Linked DNA regions of Mus musculus: region 1 is linked to region 2. The links are chromatin contacts, called in public Micro-C maps. All regions are on one chromosome and are shown on one strand. Each heading gives the region's core, a stretch centred on a gene start, on an enhancer-like site or on the middle of the called end of the contact. The rest is flanking DNA. Distances are from core to core; before and after follow the strand shown.

The links. Hi-C and Micro-C count contacts between places; a contact is called where the count stands out from the background.
Region 1: a Micro-C map of muscle stem cells shows a contact between it and region 2, with 4 times the contacts expected there. The contact joins two enhancer-like sites. A contact is called at or near these places in 2 of 484 Hi-C or Micro-C datasets (muscle stem cells and nephron progenitors) and 2 of 115 datasets of contacts at active chromatin or transcription factors (memory CD8 T cells and pancreatic cancer cells).

The regions. Positions count from the first base shown.
Region 1 is chr19:58,286,650-58,290,573 of GRCm38.p6, forward strand. The region is part of intron 6 of Gfra1 (glial cell line derived neurotrophic factor family receptor alpha 1); the gene reads right to left. Gm46650 reads right to left here. Exons shown (of 2, transcript XM_017318325.2): 2 at 1-3,924. Among named protein-coding and RNA genes, the nearest start is that of Gm46650, 6.0 kb to the right of the region's middle. Within about 2 kb of position 1,737, at least 7 of the 459 cell types and tissues checked have an H3K27ac peak or open chromatin away from gene starts, as enhancers often do. A contact at or near this core is called in muscle stem cells, where this site is marked.
Region 2 is chr19:58,102,766-58,106,849 of GRCm38.p6, forward strand. The region is part of intron 28 of Atrnl1 (attractin like 1); the gene reads left to right. Among named protein-coding and RNA genes, the nearest start is that of Gm50287, 4.9 kb to the left of the region's middle. Within about 2 kb of position 1,991, at least 125 of the 459 cell types and tissues checked have an H3K27ac peak or open chromatin away from gene starts, as enhancers often do. A contact at or near this core is called in muscle stem cells, where this site is marked.

The sequences.
Region 1 (3,924 bases), core at 487-2,986, 180 kb after region 2:
ATGTTCCTTCTTAATCAATCTTTAGACCTGAAAGGGGCATTGACCACCAGCCTAGAGCACCCGACCAGCATTTTCCTAATCAGTAGCTATCCAAGTGTGAGCCTCAGATCAGCAGCAGTAGCAGCATGCCTTGCCACGGTAGATTCTCTGGTCCCACACCAGACCTCGGCCTGAGGAATTCCAGAACCATCTCTCAGGCCTTCTGCTGTGGCATAGACACCTGCCCTTGTCTTTCTCCTCAGTGCTGAGGACACCCCACTCATCTCTTACCTCTGAGCCCCACAAAGCATCTGATGACCCACCAATGAACTAATCACCAGCCACAGCTCACAAAACAGCCAGTCTAACGAACAAGAGGGAAATGTCACAGCCACAGGCCTTATTTGTAGCTAAGTGTGGTTCAGTTTGAAGTTTTAATTCGGGGGTGGGGGGTGATCTCTGGGCCTTTGTCCTGTTTCTGTAGACAGGTTTTCCAGCAAGGTGTCTGACTCCTTTGCTGCAGTCTTCTGGAAGGGAAGGCTTTTCCTCTACCCAGACCCATGTTCCAAGAAGCTTCAAGCTGTTATATGGAGCCAGGTAAGCAACTGCTGGGTGATTGCAAGAATCTGGTATTCTTAGTCCTTAGTCCACTCAAAAGGGCTTCAAGTGCCTGTTCCCAGACAGCCCCTAGGCACACCGTGCCAACATGCGGAGCTGGTCAGGCACAGGGCAGGCACACCTACCTGCACTGTCTTGGTTTAGAGACCTTGGGAAGAACTGTACATATATGAATCTATATCTCAAGCCAAGATTACCACCATCTATCCACGGTAGCAGTTTAAAGCTAGATTCCAGCAACCTGCTGATCACATGAAGCCTTGGGGTGGGAGTGGGGGACTGGGAGAGGTTCAGGGTGGTTGTTTCTCCAGCCAAATGAAGTCCTTATTTCTTATTCTCAGAGAAGCAACAGAAGATTGGTGTGAAAATCCCACAAACTGAAAACTGAAGCCGCCCAACCATCTTCTTGCGAGATGCCAGGGGTTGCAGAGACTCTTCCGTGCGCTTCCCTACATGTATTTGTTGCTTGATTTGAGAGCTACTTCTAACAAAATAGATTGTTATTTAAAGCAACACAGGATGTGCTTCTTGATGTTATTTTAAAGTGAAATGTAAATGGAGCTTTTCATTAGCGTGTAAACATTCCCTCGGCTTTGATATAATATAGGAAGTATTAATAGATTTAACCCATATAAACAAACCCCCCTGGGATTCTCAGTGATTTTTTTCAAGAGTGTGTAGAACATCAACCAAAAGGCTGGAGATTTGCTATTTTAATGAGAAATGAAGTATGTTTCCAATAGGTGGTGGAGCTCTGTCCAGACAAGATGCTAAGGTTCCCAAACACCAAAGTTACCTCCAGCATCCAAGCTCATGCCTGCTCAGTGTTTCTGGTAGCCACTCACATAGCTCACAACACAGGCACCCTCGGCCCAGCAGCAGGTGGCACAGATTCAAGATCTTGGGCCCTGCAGCCCACCCGGCCTCCTGAGCTCAAATTCCAGTCGCACCACATGGGTGACATGTAAATGACTTACCATCTCACATCCCAGCCTTCCCACTCCCGCTTTGCTGGAAAGAGCCCTGCACAAAGCTTGGCACGCTGTAAATGTCAAATAAATGTTGCTCACCCGTACCCTAAACCCAGCTGCTGCTGACATTCACACATTCCTGCAGTGATGTCCCCAGGCTCCTGAGTCCTCTGTGACAAACCTCTCTGTCCCTGGTGGTGGCTTGCTTCCCAATGGGATGATGCCCTGACTCACTGAGTGGAACCATGGGGGAGGAATGCGTAGGTTCCTTCCTCCTGAATCAGCCAGGGTCCTTTGCCCCTTGTGTGACTGAATCACTCAGAGGTGAGAGCCCCCGACTTGATAATTCCTCTCTTCCGGTCAGGGAGGGTTTCACTGGCCCACAAGACTACCAGTCCTTTCTCTGCTGCCTACGTGTCCTCAACAATAGTGAGTCTCACTACTGTGGGCCCAGCAGTCTCGTGGTCAGCTCCACTCATGTGAATCTTTCTGTACCCATATACGCTAAATACTGCATATCCTACAAGAAATGTTCTGGAAGTGACACATACCCTAAGCACCTCTAGATTTTTCTCCTCTGCCTCTGTACTCCCACTTTTCACGGAGGCCCAAATACCAAAAGGGAAAGGAGGGTGATATTTAAAGTTTAGCCATATGACCTCTGGAAACATCCCACTCTGTCGCTATAGGACAGAAATGTTAATCTGGAAATTTTTAAAGAAACAGTAAAACAGAAAGGAGAAAATGCAACAGAGATCGCTGTGCTCTGTGGCAGCCACCAGCCAACCTGCTTCCTCCCCTTTAACCTCATGCCTGTGAGGACAGAGTCGGTGGTCCCATCCATAGAAGGGAAACTGGGCTTCAAGCTGCCTGTTATCATAACCTGAGTGGAAGTCCAGGCTCTGCCTCACTTGCTCTACACTGACAACTGTGGGAGGGAAAGAAAATCCCAGCAGAGTGTTGGGGCTTTTCATGTTGATAGCTCTTTTAAATTCTTGTTTTCCTTGCATGTGAAAATTTCTGCATAATTAATCACCTTTGGAAATTACAGAAAAGTTTCTTATCCACTGAGTTGGAAATGCCCCCACAGAAACGAAAATGGCAGGACACCCTGGCGGGGTGGAAACTGGGAGCGGAAGGAAACACAAGTCTGTGTGAGACCCAGCCCCACATTGGCCTAAGAGGAGGCTGCAGTAGTAAAGACCACACAGGAAGCTCAGGCAGGATTCCAGGGATAGACCCTAAGGAGAAGAGAACACAGGCTGGCTCTGAAGTATGATGTTCACACTGCCCAGGCTACCCTTGCCCTCCACAGGTTCTCCTCAAGCAGCAGATACTAATTTAGCCCACGGCATGCTCCGCTCCTGGCTTACAGGATACAGAGACGACCAGGTACAAGATGAGCATGCCTCCGGTCATGGGCTGCAGGGGCAACATCAACTACCAACTGTGCACAACCAAAAAGGGGAGTTCTGTGCTGAGAGAGCGGCACGTTCTCAGCCTAGGAGACAGCATGGCGTCTGCTGGGGATGCCTCCCACTGTGGGCAGGGTCAGGATGCAGGGTGAGGGCCCTCAGGAAGGCTGAGGTCTCCCTGATCCCCATTCTTTGCTCAGTGGGTGAAACAGCTTTGAAGAGAAGCTGTGGAAGATGGAAGCCCCATTCCTGGAATCAGGTAGGGATCTGGGAAGAAGAGACTGTGTCTGCTTAGCTTATGGGCCTGATAGGATGTGATCCCAGTGCATGAAGCATCATTGTTGTTGACTGCAGGAACCCACTGGTGGACATCTTTGAAGAGAAAGAAATCCGCTCTACTGGAGCAGCATAGAAGATCAGATGTGGCCTCCCTCTGCTGTCCACAGCTTTAGACAAGGCAGTCAGAAATCCATGGATCCAGAGACCTTGTGATCCGTATCCTCTTCCTTCAGTACTCCCAGGAAAGATCCTTAGGTCCTGTCCCCAACATACCACTGCCTAGCCCTGCACTAAGATGTTATCCACTTAGCACAGAACTCTTCTGTAGTGAATGGAGTAGCCTTGGGGCAGGAGGGTTAAGAAGGCAAATCTATTAGGTATGTCCCAGGAGAAGGACGGAAACATGGATTATTTAGAGCTGGTGTCAGCGTGTGACAACAAAGACTTCAACTAGACCATAGGATGCGCGACCAAGGTTCCTGATGTACACTGCTTTTGGCGAAGAGTCAAGCTATCGAACTTCCATAACAGTGCAGTGGGATTTAAGGATCACACAGGACGAGACTGAATATCTGGAAGAAAGACATGTGGCCAATATGTCCAGGGCCCAGGCTGTCACACACCCTCAGTGAGTGTACCCCATGTAAATGGGGGTTAATAGT
Region 2 (4,084 bases), core at 741-3,240:
TCTCCTGCCCTCCTCCCCCCTCCAGGCCATCCCCTAGGGCTTGCAGCATGTGCAGCCCTCCAACCACGTCTGCCTGGAAGACTCCAGGTGTGCTGAAGAGAGGAGATGACTATGCATGATCAGGAATTTTATCACTTTACTGAGCTTTTAAAATGGGTAGAGATGGGTCAGACAGATGTCAAACAATATCAGACTGATGCTCTCGAATTTCCAGGGAGAATCATCTTACCTTGGGAAAGAACAAAAGTATGCACTGAATGTATTTAATTTTTTTTGATTAGAATGTATATTTCTGTTTAGAGTGTAGTTAAGCAGAGATCATGGGGCCCAAAGGATACTTTAAGCATCATTAAACATGATCTTCCCTAAGTGACGTCGATGGGAGAACGCAGGTTAGGGGAGTTCCTGCTTGGTCTGTGGCCCTTGAGAGTGTGTGAAGAACTGGAAAGTCAGCTTCTGCCTGGGTATTACCACCTGTGGGAGTGGGGTGAGGACCACGAAGACCTGCCATCTTATCTCTGGGCAAGGCTTGGCACTGCTAAAGCTGCCTGATCCCACTCACTTGATGCCTAAGTACCCGCTGCCCAACAGAAGCATCTAAATCGAGCCAAAAGGGCAACTGCCAGAACATCCTCCCAAACCGCTTCCATCCACAAGACCACATGGCCATGAAAGCCCTCTGCAGAGGGTGTGAGCCAGGGGCAGGGGTGTGGTTAACAACGCAGGCTCATCCTTTGTCCCCATGCACTTTGCATGGGCTTCTTACTTCAAGAGTTGTGTTGAGGGCCTCTTGTGACAGTGATTCTCACCAGCGCCATTCAGAGAAACCACACCCCTTCCCACCTCCAGGCCACTGTTCATCAAGTCCAGGAGCCAAGCCACAACCCCCTCCTCACTCCTGTCCTCCGTCCCATCCTCTCCTCACACACAGGTGGCTCCTGCCCATTGCCAGTGCTCAGATCGCATCTGAGAAGCCACCACACCCAACACACACGGCAGGGAAAGGCCATTGATAGTGTCATATGCCAGCCTTAAGTGCACTATTGGGGTGGGCAAATGCAACAAACTTTCCAGCAGACTTTTGTCAAGATTCTTACTTGGCTCAGTGCGGGTACTGCTCACCGTGGACGTCAAATGAGTTGTTAGACATCTGAATGAGAAGAAGCCAGGCCAATGGCTGGGCTTTAAATTCTAGTCCTGCATGCTAGTGGGTTTTCTTGCTGCTGCTGCTGCTGCTGCTGGTGGTTTGGTTTGGTTTGGTTTTTCAGTCTTAAGATACTGAATATAGCAATACTTTTTTATCAAAATGCACAAGCCATTTTCTTATGTTCTTTTTTTCAAATTTATTATTGCATGTGTGTGTGATGTAAGGGGATGGGGCCATTGAGCACGTGGGAGGTCGGAGGGCAGCTGTGCGGACCTGGTCCTCCCCTTCCACCTCTATGTGGGGTCTGAGGGGTCTTCAAGCTTATGGGCAAGCACTCTCCGTTCTGCGTCGTCTTGGCAGCCCCCACGGACCGTATCCAGTTTCATTCCCACACTCACTGGCTTCTGAGCTAACCAGAGTGACTGGCTGTGATACACTCATAAAAATCCCTGTCTCTTGTGCCTGTTTCTTCATATATAACATGAGAGCAACCTTATTTTCTCGTCACAGCCTCATGCTTGCTTTATAGGTGATAAAACTGAGGCCCAGTTAATTAATCGAAGAAAGCAACTACACTAAACTACAGAGTCAGTGGGTGTGGGGAAAGTGGACATCCCGCTGATGGCCCATCTTGCACAAGCCCTGTGCAGACAGCATGAGAGATGTGCAGTTACCAGTGTGAGGGACTGAGCTCAGGGTGCCTCCGGCCTTTGCTTTGCCAGCCTCACCCTGAGCCCCCACCCTCTTGCCCTCCTTACTGAGCAGCCTAACACTCGGGGACCTGTCTGTGTGCTCTGTCGGAAAGCTGGAAGCCTGGAAAGTCATCCGTGACTCATTTCCTGCCTCTGCATACCTTAGCAGAGCCCCGCATGGTGTGCTTCCTCTCTGCTGTTTTTCACACCACCACACCATGTGCTAACATAAGACTATTAAATGATTCAGTCTGACTGCAACCGCTTGCCACCCATTGCGGGTAACAGGAAGCATTTGGCTTGGAGAACTGTAGGAGACATGCAGCCTGGCTCTAGAAGCCAACTCTTACTAATCAAAAGAGCAAAAAGACAGCCAGAGCAAGCAGGGAAGCCAGGGAACACTACAGACAAAGAAGATGGTTGTTCTATGGTAGGAAAAGCTCATGAACATCAATGAAGATAAGCTAGCTTATCAATATGCAAGAGAAAAAAACATATAAAGAAGCCATTGATAAAGTAACAACTAATAAAATAGTGAGATTCCTATGGCCTAATTAGTAGTTGATTATACATACTAAAATAATAATAACACTCAGAACGGCCAAGTTAGTGCAGGATTGACTGTCGCTGTACACGTGAAAGGCCTTGTGATGATGGCGTGGCGTCTTCTGGTAAACCTGACTGGACTGCGCTTCTCAAGAGCCTTGGCTCACAGGCTCCGTGGGTTTCATAGGAATCCACCTGAGGAAAATGAACAGAAATTTGGTCCAATACTCATAAACTGGGGAGGTCAAATCAGCATTATTTATAATAGGAGAGCTGTGAACTTGATAAGTAACAGAAAATCTACATGGAATGTCACATAGCTTTAGGAGGCAGCATAATGATGCACGAGGTATGTGAAACCCCGGGGAAATGTCAAGGCACAGTCCACCAAAAATGATGGGGGAAGACAGTCCTGCTTCGTACAGTAGCAATGGGGAAATGCCTGGGCCTTTTCTACCTGAGAGGGCAGCCAAGGCAGGAAGGGCCTGGGGCTGAGGACAGAGTGCTGGCTGCTGTCACTCACCAACCGTGTGTCTGTAGCAGGCTCACTGGACTGGCCAGATCTCCCAGTGACCCCACATTCACTCACCTTTGCAGAGATGAGAGATACTGAGGAAAAGACTCTAAGAAGCATTGTCTGTGGCCAGAGTGTGGCACTCGAGAGAAGGGGGAAGCTTTTGGTGTGGCCAGAGCGTGGCACTCGAGAGGGGGAGCTGGTGGTGTGAGGGCTGATGCACTAAGAGCCTTACAAGCTTACCCGCAGTAGATTTATAAAATGGTATTTAATGGGTTCCTAATCTCTTTCCTTTCCACAGACAGGATGCTCTATCCCCCTCAACATCAGTGTCATAAACACAGTCCCAATCACCTAATTTACAGATGTCTCCTTACTAACATCTCCAGAGATGGCTAGAGAGTCACCCAGGCTCTTTAGGCACTACTGTCTTTAGTAAAAGGTGCTTAACTGCCCTGAAGCCGTACTATCCATCCTACCAATGAGGACAGTAACCCAAATCCCAAAGGGGCCAGGAGGGGCCATGGGACGATCAGATGGATTGATGCTGGTAAAGGATTCAGCTAGCACAACACCAGATGAAGAGCAATCAGTCAGCAGAAGGATCTGTTCGTCCTCTGCCCCTTACAGCCTTCCCAATCCCAATGCCAGAATGAGGTCTCTTCTCTCCCCGGCGTGCCCAACACAGGCCAGTGAGTGAGGCTGAGGCATTCAGGGTTGAGGGCTCTTAGCTAGCACAGCAGGCCCAGATCAGATGCAGTAATGGTGCACAGTTGTCACAGATAACCAGCCTGCTCTTGGCTACCCAAACCACCATGATTCTTACCTTGGTTCAAGTTTCAGGTATAAAGTTCAAAGTACTTTGAGAATGAGCCTGGCTTCTGAGACACACCAGAACGAGGTCGGGATGCTCTTTTGAGGGAAGTAAGATAGCACAAGGTGGGTGGACCAGGGAGAGGGAAACATGGGGCATGGACCCCAAGGGTGTGGGGATGTTGGGCTCTGAGATCATGCCCACCAAAAAGCAGGGACTGGTGTGTCTGGAATAGGCAGCAGTTGTCAAAGCAAATGGAGATGTGTGTGACACGTGAGGTCCCAGCTTGAGGGCTCCTGCTGTCACAATCCACAGAGTCACCTTCAGCCCTCCAGCTGCCTGTGGACTTCTGAAGAGGCAGCCCCAAGCTT